Linked DNA regions of Gossypium hirsutum: region 1 is linked to region 2. The links are chromatin contacts, called in public Hi-C maps. All regions are on one chromosome and are shown on one strand. The core of a region is the stretch at or near the end of the contact, and the rest is flanking DNA. Distances in the headings are between cores, read along the strand shown.

Region 1 (6,503 bases), core at 2,433-4,932, 62 kb before region 2:
AAAAATAGTTTGACTAGTTGAAATTGTTTCTACTTGATTAAAATCATTTTAACTTGATTTTAAGGTTGATTAAAAAAAATTCTAAGAGTTTTAAAGTAAGGATTGAAAATTTAATCTCTTAGACTTCATTTGAGAAATCATTTTGTCAATTTTGTTTAACTTTAAATTTTACTCAAAAAAATTAATTTGTTATATCAAAACATATTTTCAAATAAAGCTTACTTTAACAAGAAGTCTCCATGTCGTGACACCAAAGCCTTTCATTACCACTCAAAGAGTTAGCCTTCAACAAATCGCAATCCAAGTGGATTTTCTTTAACGTCGCGACATCAAAGGAGTGATGTCACGGAACCAACCTTCAGGATCGCAACTTGGAGCCATCAAGGTCACAACTTCGAGCACAGTCTTCAAAGTTAAGGAGGTCATGTCATCTAATGGAGCAAGTCACAACACCAAGACTCCATGATCGCAACATCGAAGCACTCAAACCACCCTAGTAGTGAATTATTGTAGATGTTGCGACACTAAGGCTTGGGTGTCGCTACACTGAAGATTGACAAGGAAATTACTGTAAAAGCATTTTTCAGTCCAGCTAAGCCAAAGTCAACTTTTAAACTAGAGCATTTTTGTCCATTTTAGGTCAAATTGTGTTAGACTATATAAATCATCTTAAAACACAAATAAGATAGCTGATTATTAGGTTTTTAGTTTACTATTGTTTTAAGTAACTTTTTCTACAATTTCTTTTTTCACAAAAAAAGGTACAGGGACCTTTTGTATGTTTTAATAGATTTTAGTACTATTTTTGCAATTCAAACTTACAACTTGGTAATCGGAGCTATGGAATTTCAAGTTTATTCTTACTTTCATTAATCAAATCGAGGACTTAATCGCAAATCTCTAAGCATTTCCCAACTCTTTTATTTTTTGTCTTATTTAATTATTTAATTTAACATGAAAATGAATGTTTTGTATATGTTGATGATGGGTGTCAAAACCATTTTTATATTAGAAAACAAAACGGGGATGGACTTTTTGAAACCAAGTGTGGAGTCGCCACCAATCTTTTATTTTGGTGTGATTGGATCACCTTAATGAAATATTTTATTCCATAAAAAAATCAACATTGGCCTACGAAATTCGAGAAAGCGTTCGGGAGTCGGTTACATACGAGGAAGGATTAGCACCCTCGCTACGCTAAAAATTGGTACCGAATTGACTAAATAATGTCCTTCTGTCTAAAAAAAATATTTTGAAATATGATTTCTTTTAAAACACTTGAATGACTCAAATTGGACGTCAAGATTCGCTTGTTTCAAAGGAATACAGTATCACATCCAGCACGTTAGGACACGATCCTTTAAACCCTCAAAACTACGATCAATTTCGATTTCTAAAAGCCCATACACTTGAAAGTTACAAAAGGATGTTCGCTTATTTAGTCCAACAAAAAAAACACGAAACCCAGTACAGTAGGGCACGATTTCTTGAATTTCCAAACATTAAACATTGCCTTATTTTAGAATTTAGAAAATGCGAATGAAATTTCAAAGGAATATTTGATTATTTTGGACAAACGAAAAATCAAAACCCAGCACGATAGGGCACGATTCCTCGAGTTCCCAAACATCAATCATTACCTTTGTTTTAGTAAATTTTCAAATAAACAATGATAGAACTAGCTCACAACGCATTAATTTAACTTGAAATAGAATGGAATAAATAATTTTAAAACAAAAAGTCGCAAATTACAAAGTAACATTTGTAAACAAAAAAGTAAAATTATAAACATGGGGCAATATGCACAAATAAAGTACTATACTTGGCGAAGAATAATAGTATAAACATAAAAAATAAATTAATAAACACATCATGGCAATGAGTTCATATCTTTTTTAAAACATTAATAAGAAACTAAAATATAATTCACCAAAGAACATATTAGAAGGAAATGCAACAAATTTTCAAATATAGATGAATAAAAATTAAAATGATAATACAAATGAAGAGTAAACAATACAGCAGTCATGTGTGAAATGAAATGAAAACTAAAAAACAATACATAATATACAAAACAATACGGATACTAGGAGTCAATATAATGTGCAACAATTCAAAAACCATTAATAATAAAAATTTTAAAAATGATTTATTCATGCTAGGGTTTGAAATAATTGACATGTATAAAATAAAACTAATAATATATAAAGGATTACTAAAAAGATATTATAAAGGAAGAAATTTGAATCAACAACATATCCAAATATTTTTTTTTAAATGATACATCTATTTAAGATTGACAATGTACATATGGTAGAAGATAATTTAAATAATATGTAAAATATGAAAGGTTCTAAAAATATATATATAATAAGATATATTCTTGAGATATGAGTTATATACATATTGGGTTTAAAAGGAATTATGTATGTAAAGTAACATAGAATTAATAATATATAGAATAAAAACTAATTTTTTCATGAATTATATATGCATAATAATATATATATGAATATTTAAATGAGGTATTATACAAAAAAAATTTAAAACAATATGATAAAGAAACTTTAAAATAAAGATTTTATATGAAAAAAAGGGGGTAAAATTACCATGATGACTCAAAAAAAGTATGTATATACATGTAAAAAAAAAGGTATTAAGTTAATAAATAAAAATAATAATAAATTATACAAATCAAAAGGACTCAATTAAAATAAAATTAAACTAAAAAGGATACTTGATAAATAAAATAAACTACTAAAATTAAAAGAAGAACTAAAGCGCAATGCACGCAAACGTGCGGGGATCAAAACTGGCAATATACCAGATCCCAAAACACTGCGTTTAGGCGCGGATTAAATTGCGATAACGCGCAAATCTCTAGAAAAAATTAAAAAAACAAAGAAGATGCACAGAGGGCCCAATCAGACACCAACGAGAAATAGAGGGACCTAACGCGCAAATAACCCTCAAAGACCAAAGCGCGGATCCTATCCAGGCACGGGTCGGGTGATCGGGTTATGGCTCTTGAAACGGTGCCGTTTTGTAGCCATTGAGATTGGCTTAAAACGTCGTCGCTTTATACCCTTTAAAAGGCAAAAACAAAACCCTAGTGAAACACAGCCACCATTTCTTTCCCTTTCTAAAGAAATCAGAGTAAAAAGAACCCTAAAAGCCATTACCACCATTCGGCTAATCCCAAAACTTGAGCAAATCAATTGCCACCACTACGATTCGATGGAGATCAACATGCGCGCACTTCGATTAGAGTCTTAACTCAAGACCTATCAATTTCAGCCCTTAGAAATCTCATCCCAAACTTCGATTTCGGTGAAGGAGACAAGAATTTCGATGGCCTATTTACGACGATAAACGTTCTTTTATTTTCTTATATTCGAGCCACATGCAAAATCAAAAGAAAGAAACACACATAAAAAAAAGGATCGAGAATAACCTTTCCAATAATTTTAATTCGATTTTGTTGTATTCAATATGTATATTTTAGTGTGCGTCCCATACAATTGAAAAAGAAGATGGCTTTATAGCCGAATGAGAAAAATAAAGAAAAATACAATATTTTCTTGTCTCCTTTTTTCTTTTTTGCTGTTGTGCTGTGCTGTTTTTGTCTTCATGCAGATGGGGGAGGACGTAGAGGCACGAGCGGCGCTGGGGAGTACGGAGGTCGTGCATGGGAGCGTACGGAGGCTAGAGGCTACGGCGCTAAGGTGGAAACCCTAGGGTTTCTGTGGATAATCTGGTCTTGGGCCGCTTGGGCCCGATTTGTTTTATTTGGGTATTGGGTTATGGGTTTGTTTGGGCTTAGAATTGGGTTTTTTGGGTATTGGGCCATTGTAATTGTTTTGGGCTGTTTTGTAATATTTGGACTGATGGCCTTTTGATTTGGATTTTAATATTTTTGTTTTGTTTCGGGATTGATTTTTGGTTGTTGGGCTCGGGCAGATTTGGGTACTTACAATGGGTATGAACTAATTCCTATTGTAGTTGATTAATTGAAATGTCAATTATTTAATATAAGGTTTAGAAACTAAATTGTAAGAATATGGACTAAATCGAATAAACTTAGAAACCTAGAATTGATGAATCTAGGGGAACAATTAGATAAGTGAGACCGAGAGGATATCTTATTGAGCATGAATTCGACTATCCCTATCTAGCTTAGTAAGATTGAGAGATAAATAAGACTATATCATCTAATTAGGTAAATTGAACCAATTAAAATTGACTAATTTAGAACCCTAACTTGAGAATTAATTATTGAAGATATTAATCAACTGCTATATTTTCTTCGATAATTATTCTGACTTTAGTATTTTTTCGCTTTAGTCCTTTAAATTATATTTTAGTTTAATTCAATTTTTTTATCGTTTTTTGTATAATTTATTCTAGCCATTAGCTAGTTAGCCTCCTTAATCACATGCTTTTATCTTTATTAATCCATCATATCACTCAATCTTCTTTAGGTTTGATCCTTGGAATACTCTAAGTATCGTATTGTACACTTATTACACCTGACTTGTCACACTTGCAGAACATTGTACTTCATGTTTATTTATTTGCAATTTTCTCTACTCGGCGTATGTATGCCTTGGCTCAATCAAATACAATAACTGATTCACACTTTATTACTCCCCAAGTATAGAGATCTCACATTTGTACCTAAAGACTAGAATGCTCACCTCTAAATCCTCCCTCTGAGAACTTGGGCAGTAAACACTTCAATGTTTACAATATAGTTTGCACTCTCTCATAAAAACAGATCCTCGATGAATAGATTCAAGTGCTCTCAATAAGCTCTCATACATTAACCTAGACAAGCCTCAAAACATATATCAATTTTGAAACACAAACTAATAAAGTTTGTATTTTCTCACAAAAATAGTTCCTCAATGAATAGAAATTATTGTATTGATGCGAAAGCATAATAAACTAATAAAGGTACTAACCTCTAGTCATAGCCAATGTTGAAATACAAACTACGTTGTGAAATTATCAATCTCTCATGATGGAAAACAATGTCTATTCTTTAATCACCTGAATTAGGGGCTTATTTATAAACTTCCTTCCATCAAAGAAATTTGTCCAATGTAATTACCATGTAGATAAGTAAAACTACTAAAGACCTTTATCAAAAATGATTTAATTATTATGTACACCGACATGCTCCTCAGTGTCCGCGATCCTTTTAGACTCTCTTTTGGTCTTGGTTTCCCTTCGGTAGCAGATTTGAAAGTCAAGAGTATGACAGTTTTATCGGGACCGGAGTTCTTGTATTTTCTCCCCATTTTAGCCCTTGTTTTGCTAGACTTTTGGACCTTTGTACCCTTTCTAATGAATTTGTTCTTTCCTCGAACGAAAAAAGTGATTTAACATCGCTCAATGTTCAAGGCATTTACAAAAGAGATTAAACACCACTTAAACTTATATAAAATTAAATAGTTTGATAAATGTGAGATATTAAATTAAACATAACAAATCCAACAACGCTTAAAATTTAGAATGTAAAAAAATAGATGCTTTCAATCTGGATCGATTCTCAAACTTTAATGTCAACATAAATATCGAGATTCAATATTTGTCACATTATTTTTCTAACCAGAGATATCTCTCATTTCAAAGAAATCATTTTTCAACACAAAACACTGGTCATGGGATGAGGCAAAGGGATTGTAAAACCTGTTAGTAACATATAGACCTTTAACCCATCAAAAGAATCCAGCAAAGCCAACTTTAAAAGCAAGTGGAAAAGAGAATTTGTTTCTCAAAATTGGTGATAGTGCGACCACTTTTTCTTTTTGGCCAATGCTGCTGAGTGCTGCTTAAGGAAATCAATGTCCTCTCTCACTTAATTTATAGGGTTAAGCCGAAACACCATAAGGCATGGAGCACCACATCATTATTACATGTTTACTACATCAAATATATTTTCTTGTCCTTAGGGGACAAAGTTTTCGGTTTAAGTCCAAACTAAATTTTCCCACTTAGTATTTGTATTTTTTTCCTTTGTACAATGTTACGGAGATATTACACCTTTAAATACCTTTAAATTTACATTTTTTTAAATTTAGACTTATCAATCTTTTGTTAAGGTTTTGAAGTCAAGTATCCTATCTTTTTTTTATTAAAATATGTTTAAAATTATTACAATTTTTATATAATTGAAACATATTAATAATTTATATTATAGAAATATGAAATGTTAATGTAATAGATAGAAGAAAAAATAAAAAACAAATCAAATTGTATTGCTCTTCCATGGAATTTTTTATGTTTTTGAAAATAGAATCAATTGGTTCGACCACAAATTTCAAGTGTAGAGCCCAATTTAGCTCGGGGCCCATAAACCAAAAAAACAAATAAAAACAAAGTCTAAATTACAGCCCAAAACACCCAACACAAAAACTAAAAAACCTAGGCCCAAAACCCCAGCCCACTTAGCACTAACCGACAACCATCAAAAAAGCAGAAAACCTTAGGTGCGCCGC
Region 2 (5,889 bases), core at 2,221-4,720:
CAATGGATAGCTAAATTTAACAAAAATAAATAAATAAAAACTAATTTAACTAAAAAATAATTTAATAAAATATATAAACATCATATTACGTCCTTAATTTCATATTTCATTTAATAAATTTCAACGTGTTAATAATCATTATTATATAAATTCATGTTAATATCCTTAAGCCGGAGTAGCTTTTATTGTTTTGATTGAATTTTATATGTTGCTATTTCTGGGAATAACGAAGGCGTCTTTGTTAAAGAACAAAAAGATGAACTTATGGTTAAAAGTGTTCAACGCTTCAGATTTGGCTTGGGCAACATTTTTTTTTTCTTTCTTTTTGTAAAAAGGAGGTTATAGTTTTGGGATACAAATGGGTGAGGTTACAGAAAGGTGCAGAAGTCGAGATTCAAACTACAAAACGGCTGAATGTCACTTTTATGGAGTGACTATATTAACCAGCAGAATTAAGCTCAAGATTGGGGCTACCACAGCTTTAATGATTGAATAATTTTTTTCACTTAGCTGTTTTTGTGATTGCATCATCACTAACAGGTGCCTGAGTAATGCGGGCAGAAGACGCCGATGATGCTTTTCCTGATGGTAGGTAAGACCATGCCAGCGCTGTCATGCCGAGGGTAATTGCTGCGGCTATCGAACCCCAGACCCATTTTTGTCTTCTTTTTTTCCTTTGTCTATCACGCCGTGCCATCTCTGTAATTAAACAATGATAAATTGCAAATATCAGAAAAAGGAATCCTGTAAATATAATGCATCATTACACTTGTAAACATCATGCTTATAAAACTCTCACCTATAGCCTCTTGGTTCCTCTGAGACATTTCCTGATTTACAGCCTTGTAATAGTGCAACCGGTCCAACAATCGGGCGACTTCAAAGTTCTTCAATTTAATTTGAGATTCCATCTCCATCTGCATCTCAGCCCTTGCAACGCCTCTTCCCACAGATAAAGATACAAGTCGTGCAACACTCTCTTGCTGCCTCAGTTCTTCAACTGGTTTCACCAGTTCATCATCTGTCGCATCAACCGGATCTACTGGCAATGCCAATCCTGCTACAGCAAACTCTTGGCTGATTCTTTGCCACTTGCATCGCATTTGGTTCAAAGTTTCTTCTGCCTTCTTCCTCTTTTCGATCTCTACGAGTAAATTCAATCTTATTTCACGCAGTTCAGCTTCAATGTCGCGAACAAAAGTATGTGGTGCATTATTGGAGCTTAGCTCTGGAGGAAACAAGAAAGGTAGGTAAGCTAGCTAAAAGGACAACAAAATCATCACATTAGTTGGCTTATCCAATGCTAACCAAATAGCCATGGGGAAAGTTTTCATATTTCTCATTAGTTGAACAATAATCTCTACTATAAAAGGGAAACCGAGACACCTATGAAATATGCGCACATGAACATAGATATCATAGACACAATTAAACAAGAAGAAATCCAGCACAATCAATGCTACCATGCTCCTATATATCGAGTTTTTCAAACAATTGGCACCTAAATTATTAGATATGCATCTACATATGAACATTACACGCAGATAAAACTAACACTCTACATACCGTCCCATGCATCATAAAACTCTACCCCTGATGCAGCAGATTTTCCAGCACCTTCGGCCGCAGTATGATCATCTCCATCAGTATTACTTGTGGCACTCGTTGATTCATTCAGATCAAAGAAATCTTCTTTGTCACTATATCTGTCCGAGTTTGGCGGTCCAACGTTTGGCACAGCTCTATCCTCGGCCAAACCATTACTCATCAGGCAGCTTCCAACTTCCCCATTATTGCCTCCCAATTCACCATCCCCAACGCCATTTTTGTGCTCATCTTGAATGGAGCCACCATGGACATTTGCCTTCTCCGCATTGACATGACCATTAAAAACACCATTTCGATGCTTCTCTTCATTAGGTTTACGAACGCTAGAAGTAAAAGGACCATCCTTCGATAAATCAACATATTTTGTTTCTGCCAGTGATGCTTTGTCTGCTACCTTTATTTTGCTGTTAACCTCATCTTCTTCAAGGGTTATTTGCCGTGATAATATTTCGGAAGAGCTCCTCGAAAGGCAAGGTCCACGTCGCTTGTGATTGACGATGTAAGGAGAAGAAGGGAAAAAAGATGTTGAAACAGGTAGTGGAGTTGCATCTGGAGTAGCATACAAGGCAGGTGAAATTTGGGGGCGGTTACCCTTCCTTTCTGCAGCTGATGTACTGTTCCTCCTCCGTAGCTTTGAGTTCGGAGGGATAGGTGGTTTTAAATAACGAGAAGATTTATCAACAGATTTTGAATCTCCAGATTCAATTAACCTATCCAAAGCTATAGCAGTAAACGGTGGCATGGCCCTGCATAATCAAACAAACAAAAGCAGAAGTCACTAAGCCATATGTATCATTATCCATGGAGAAGAACTAGAGGAAAGCGAAGGACAAGAATATCATTCTTACTACATTTTAGAACATTATATTTTCCATGAACTTGAGAAGGTTCACTTAACTAAGTTACAGCCAGGGGCGTTAGCACATTGACCCCACTAAAAAATCTAAACTTATACAGGAATATAACACCATTTTTATGTTTTTCTTGTAGTTTTATCTTTTGACACCATTAAAATTAAATAAGAATCCAAAGAAAGGGTCAAAATAAGTGAAATTTCCTCTTTTTAACGACAATGAGTATGTAGTTTCAAAATCAAAAAAATCTTAAAAAACTCTTTATTTTAACTCTTGCCTGCAATAAGTAAAAGACGAAAATAACGGACCATTTAAACTCAGATTTTAGTACTTGTTAACATTTTCCTCCTGCCTCGGACTGTGAGCTAAACATCAACCATAAATAAGCAAAAGGTCATATAAGTAAATGAAAAGGTGAATAAAAAAAAGTGCTATGCCTATTAGAAACAGCAAAGGCGAAATGCATGAGAGTTCCTCTTAATTTTAACAGCAACCAAACCCAACAGAAAAATAAAGAAAATTAATATATATACATGCCAACTACATGATGAATCTATTAGCAAAAAAAGTTTACATGATGAATCCAGGAAATGGAAAAGAAAACTAAAAAAAAAATCACAAACCGAGAAACAAGACGACCAGCAATGCAAAAATTGAAAAGAAAAAAACACCGTGTAAACAATTGCCTCTTCTAGTTAACAACAAAAAAAAATAAGAAGTAGAGATAAAGAAAATTTGAAGAATCCAAGACTCCTTTTCTTTTGCGAAGGCTCCGTTTGGAAGCGGAGAAAAGGCTAAAACAATGGAAGAGGAGCGACGATTCATTACCTTATACGTACTTATAGAAGAAACAACTAGGTGGGAGCGGCGGCGATGGTGATGGAGACGACGGCGCGTCGAGAGAGAACCGGATCAAACAAGAGCGCGCGAAGTAAAGAGATGCCACGGGAGGCTTTTTATTTTTAGATTTGTTGCAATTTAAGACCGCCTCAGCTTATCCCCGCAAATGTTTCGAACGAAGTTTTCTTTTTTTGGCTATTCCTAGCAGAGCTGCCTAGCTGTGAATTAACTGAAATGTCGAATTCGCCCTTTATAGTAAGGGTAGTTTCGGGATTTTAGGTGTAGTATATATGGGATGTCTCCAAAGTGTTCGGAAGATGGTTGTCGTTTTGGAAGGTTTGTGTTCTTGTTGTCAAAAGTTTGAGATGTGGAACTTCCTTTCTTCCCAAACACAAAAAATCTAAAATTTCGAAAATTGTTCCTAAATATTCAAATTTGATTTTAATTCATAAGTTAAGCAATCAAAATGATCCAACAAAAACATATTTTGTTTTTTTATTTAATTTTAATTAGTTTTCTATATTTATAGTAATAAAATTTTATTTTCAACTTAAATATTATTTGATAAATTGAAAATTTAAATACTAAAAATTTATGTGTTAAAAAATTAAGTATTGAAAATTCTAAGTAAGTTATAAAATTTGTTTGTTATACCTCTTAAAATTAAGTGTAAAATATGATTAGACAGTTTGATATATATAATTTTAAAATTTTTAAAGGAAAAATATTTAAAGGATAATCATTAAAGAAATAAAATAAAATTATTAATTGAAATTAATTTATTATTAACTTACATACTAAAACATGATAAATAAATAGTACTCCTACCAAATGTAACATAAGTGATAAGTAATCATTTATCATTTTTCACAACTTTTCATTGAAAATATTTTATCATTTAATTTTTATTATAATATGTTAAAAAATTAAATCATTAAAAATATTAATTTTTTATTTTTTTAATGAATTATCAAACAAACCGTTGAGCAAAATAATTAAAATGTTATATAAAAACAGGAAAAGAACTTCAAAGAAATGGACGAAACCTATTCCAACTAGTGGATTCAATTCAATTCGATGACTTACCACATGTATTTTGATTTTTTTAAAATTGGATAAACTGTTAAAATAATCTCTCAATCTTAATTAATTTTTTATTAAATTATAAAAAGTTACATTTTGATTAATAATATTATCAAATTATAACATTTTGGTCATCATTAGTTAATAGTCGTTACAACCTTAACGGAAAAGTGACGCGGCACGTTAGTTCAAAGGTTAATATCTAATTTGATCCTTAAAACATAGTTAAAAATATTCGATTTGGCACATTTATAACTTTTTTTAACTATAATTCTAAATTATATAAAATTCTAGAAATATCAATAAAAAATCTTTAAAATTTTAAAAATTCATTATTTATTTTTTAAAATTGTACTTATGTAAAAAAATTTAAAACTAATCAAATTTTATACATAATTTCTAAAAAAATTATATAAAATCTAAAAAAAATTATGTAACATATTTTCTATATTATAAGGTCTTAGGGTCCCAATTGACGTAGGCAACCTAATTTTTTGCCACATGGATGCTGTAATAGCCCAAAATTGGGTCTAGTTGGAACAGAGGTTTCGGGACCACAAAATCCGAGATAGAAATAATTATTTTATGATTATTTTGAGGTCTATGATATGATTGCATGATTGTGTGAAAATTTCGTGAAGAAATTCTATGCATAAAGTGCTCAATTTGAAGTTAAGGACTAAATTGAATAAGTTGCAAAACTTGCATTCTAGAAGTTTCTAGTATGAAATTGCTTTGAAATATTAATTAGGAGGTCTTAAATAGAAATTTGACCAATTTCTAAGTGATGGACAAAAATTGGACATAGATGGAATTTTTGAAAGTTTAGTAAGGAATGGCATTTTGGTCATTTGGTAATTAAAAGAAATAAAAAGGGAAAATAAAGCCAAAATTGACTCATCTTTCTCATAGAGGCCGAAATTAGCATGGGGGAAGCCATGGCTAGGGTTTTCAAGCTTTCCAAGCTCAATAGTAAGTCCGTTATAACCCCGTTTTTCAAGTTCTTTACGTTTTTAGAATCCCGGTAATTTGATTAAGCTTATTCTAGCAATAATTTAAGCTAGGGTTCATATTTGGAAAAATACCCATAGGTGAAATGTGTTTATTTTGCTGTTTTATAATATAATATGAGGTTTTAAATTATGTTAGACAACTTGTGCTACTCGGTTTAGAGTGAAAACGAGTAAAATGGCTTAATCAGTAAAAATACCTAATAGTCATAAGTATATGTTAGAGTGAGAATTTGATGTTTCCATAGAAGGGAAAAGTGATCAGCATGTCATAAAACATAAGAATAAGGGATGAAGTTTAATTCCCGAGCCTAGGGGCAAAAGTGTAAATATGCAAAAGTTGAGGGGCAAAATTGTAATTTTTCCAAAGGTTGAGTTAAGGACTGTTTTGAATAGTAAATTGATTAAATAAGTAAAATATGATGTTTTAGATCCCGAAAAATGAGATTTGAACCTAGAATGAGAGAAAAATCGAAAATTGGGAAAGTTGGTAA

Evidence for each region. A called contact is a pair of places that touch in the nucleus more often than the background predicts.
Region 1: a Hi-C map of leaf shows a contact between it and region 2, with 2.7 times the contacts expected there. The contact joins the enhancer-like site here to the promoter of LOC107916324 in region 2. A contact is called at or near these places in 4 of 34 Hi-C or Micro-C datasets (hypocotyl, leaf and petal).

The regions. Positions count from the first base shown.
Region 1 is chrA10:19,619,745-19,626,247 of Gossypium_hirsutum_v2.1, reverse strand. LOC107897621 (a long non-coding RNA gene) reads right to left here. Exons shown (of 2, transcript XR_001684214.2): 2 at 6,243-6,503. Among protein-coding and RNA genes, the nearest start is that of LOC107897621, 4.2 kb to the right of the region's middle. Within about 2 kb of position 3,682, at least 9 of the 9 cell types and tissues checked have an H3K27ac peak or open chromatin away from gene starts, as enhancers often do. A contact at or near this core is called in hypocotyl and leaf, where this site is marked.
Region 2 is chrA10:19,558,639-19,564,527 of Gossypium_hirsutum_v2.1, reverse strand. It overlaps LOC107916324, which reads right to left and starts at 3,470. Exons shown (of 4, transcript XM_041078949.1): 1 at 3,291-3,470; 2 at 1,567-2,354; 3 at 800-1,228; 4 at 242-699. The coding sequence starts at 2,350. The coding sequence ends at 503.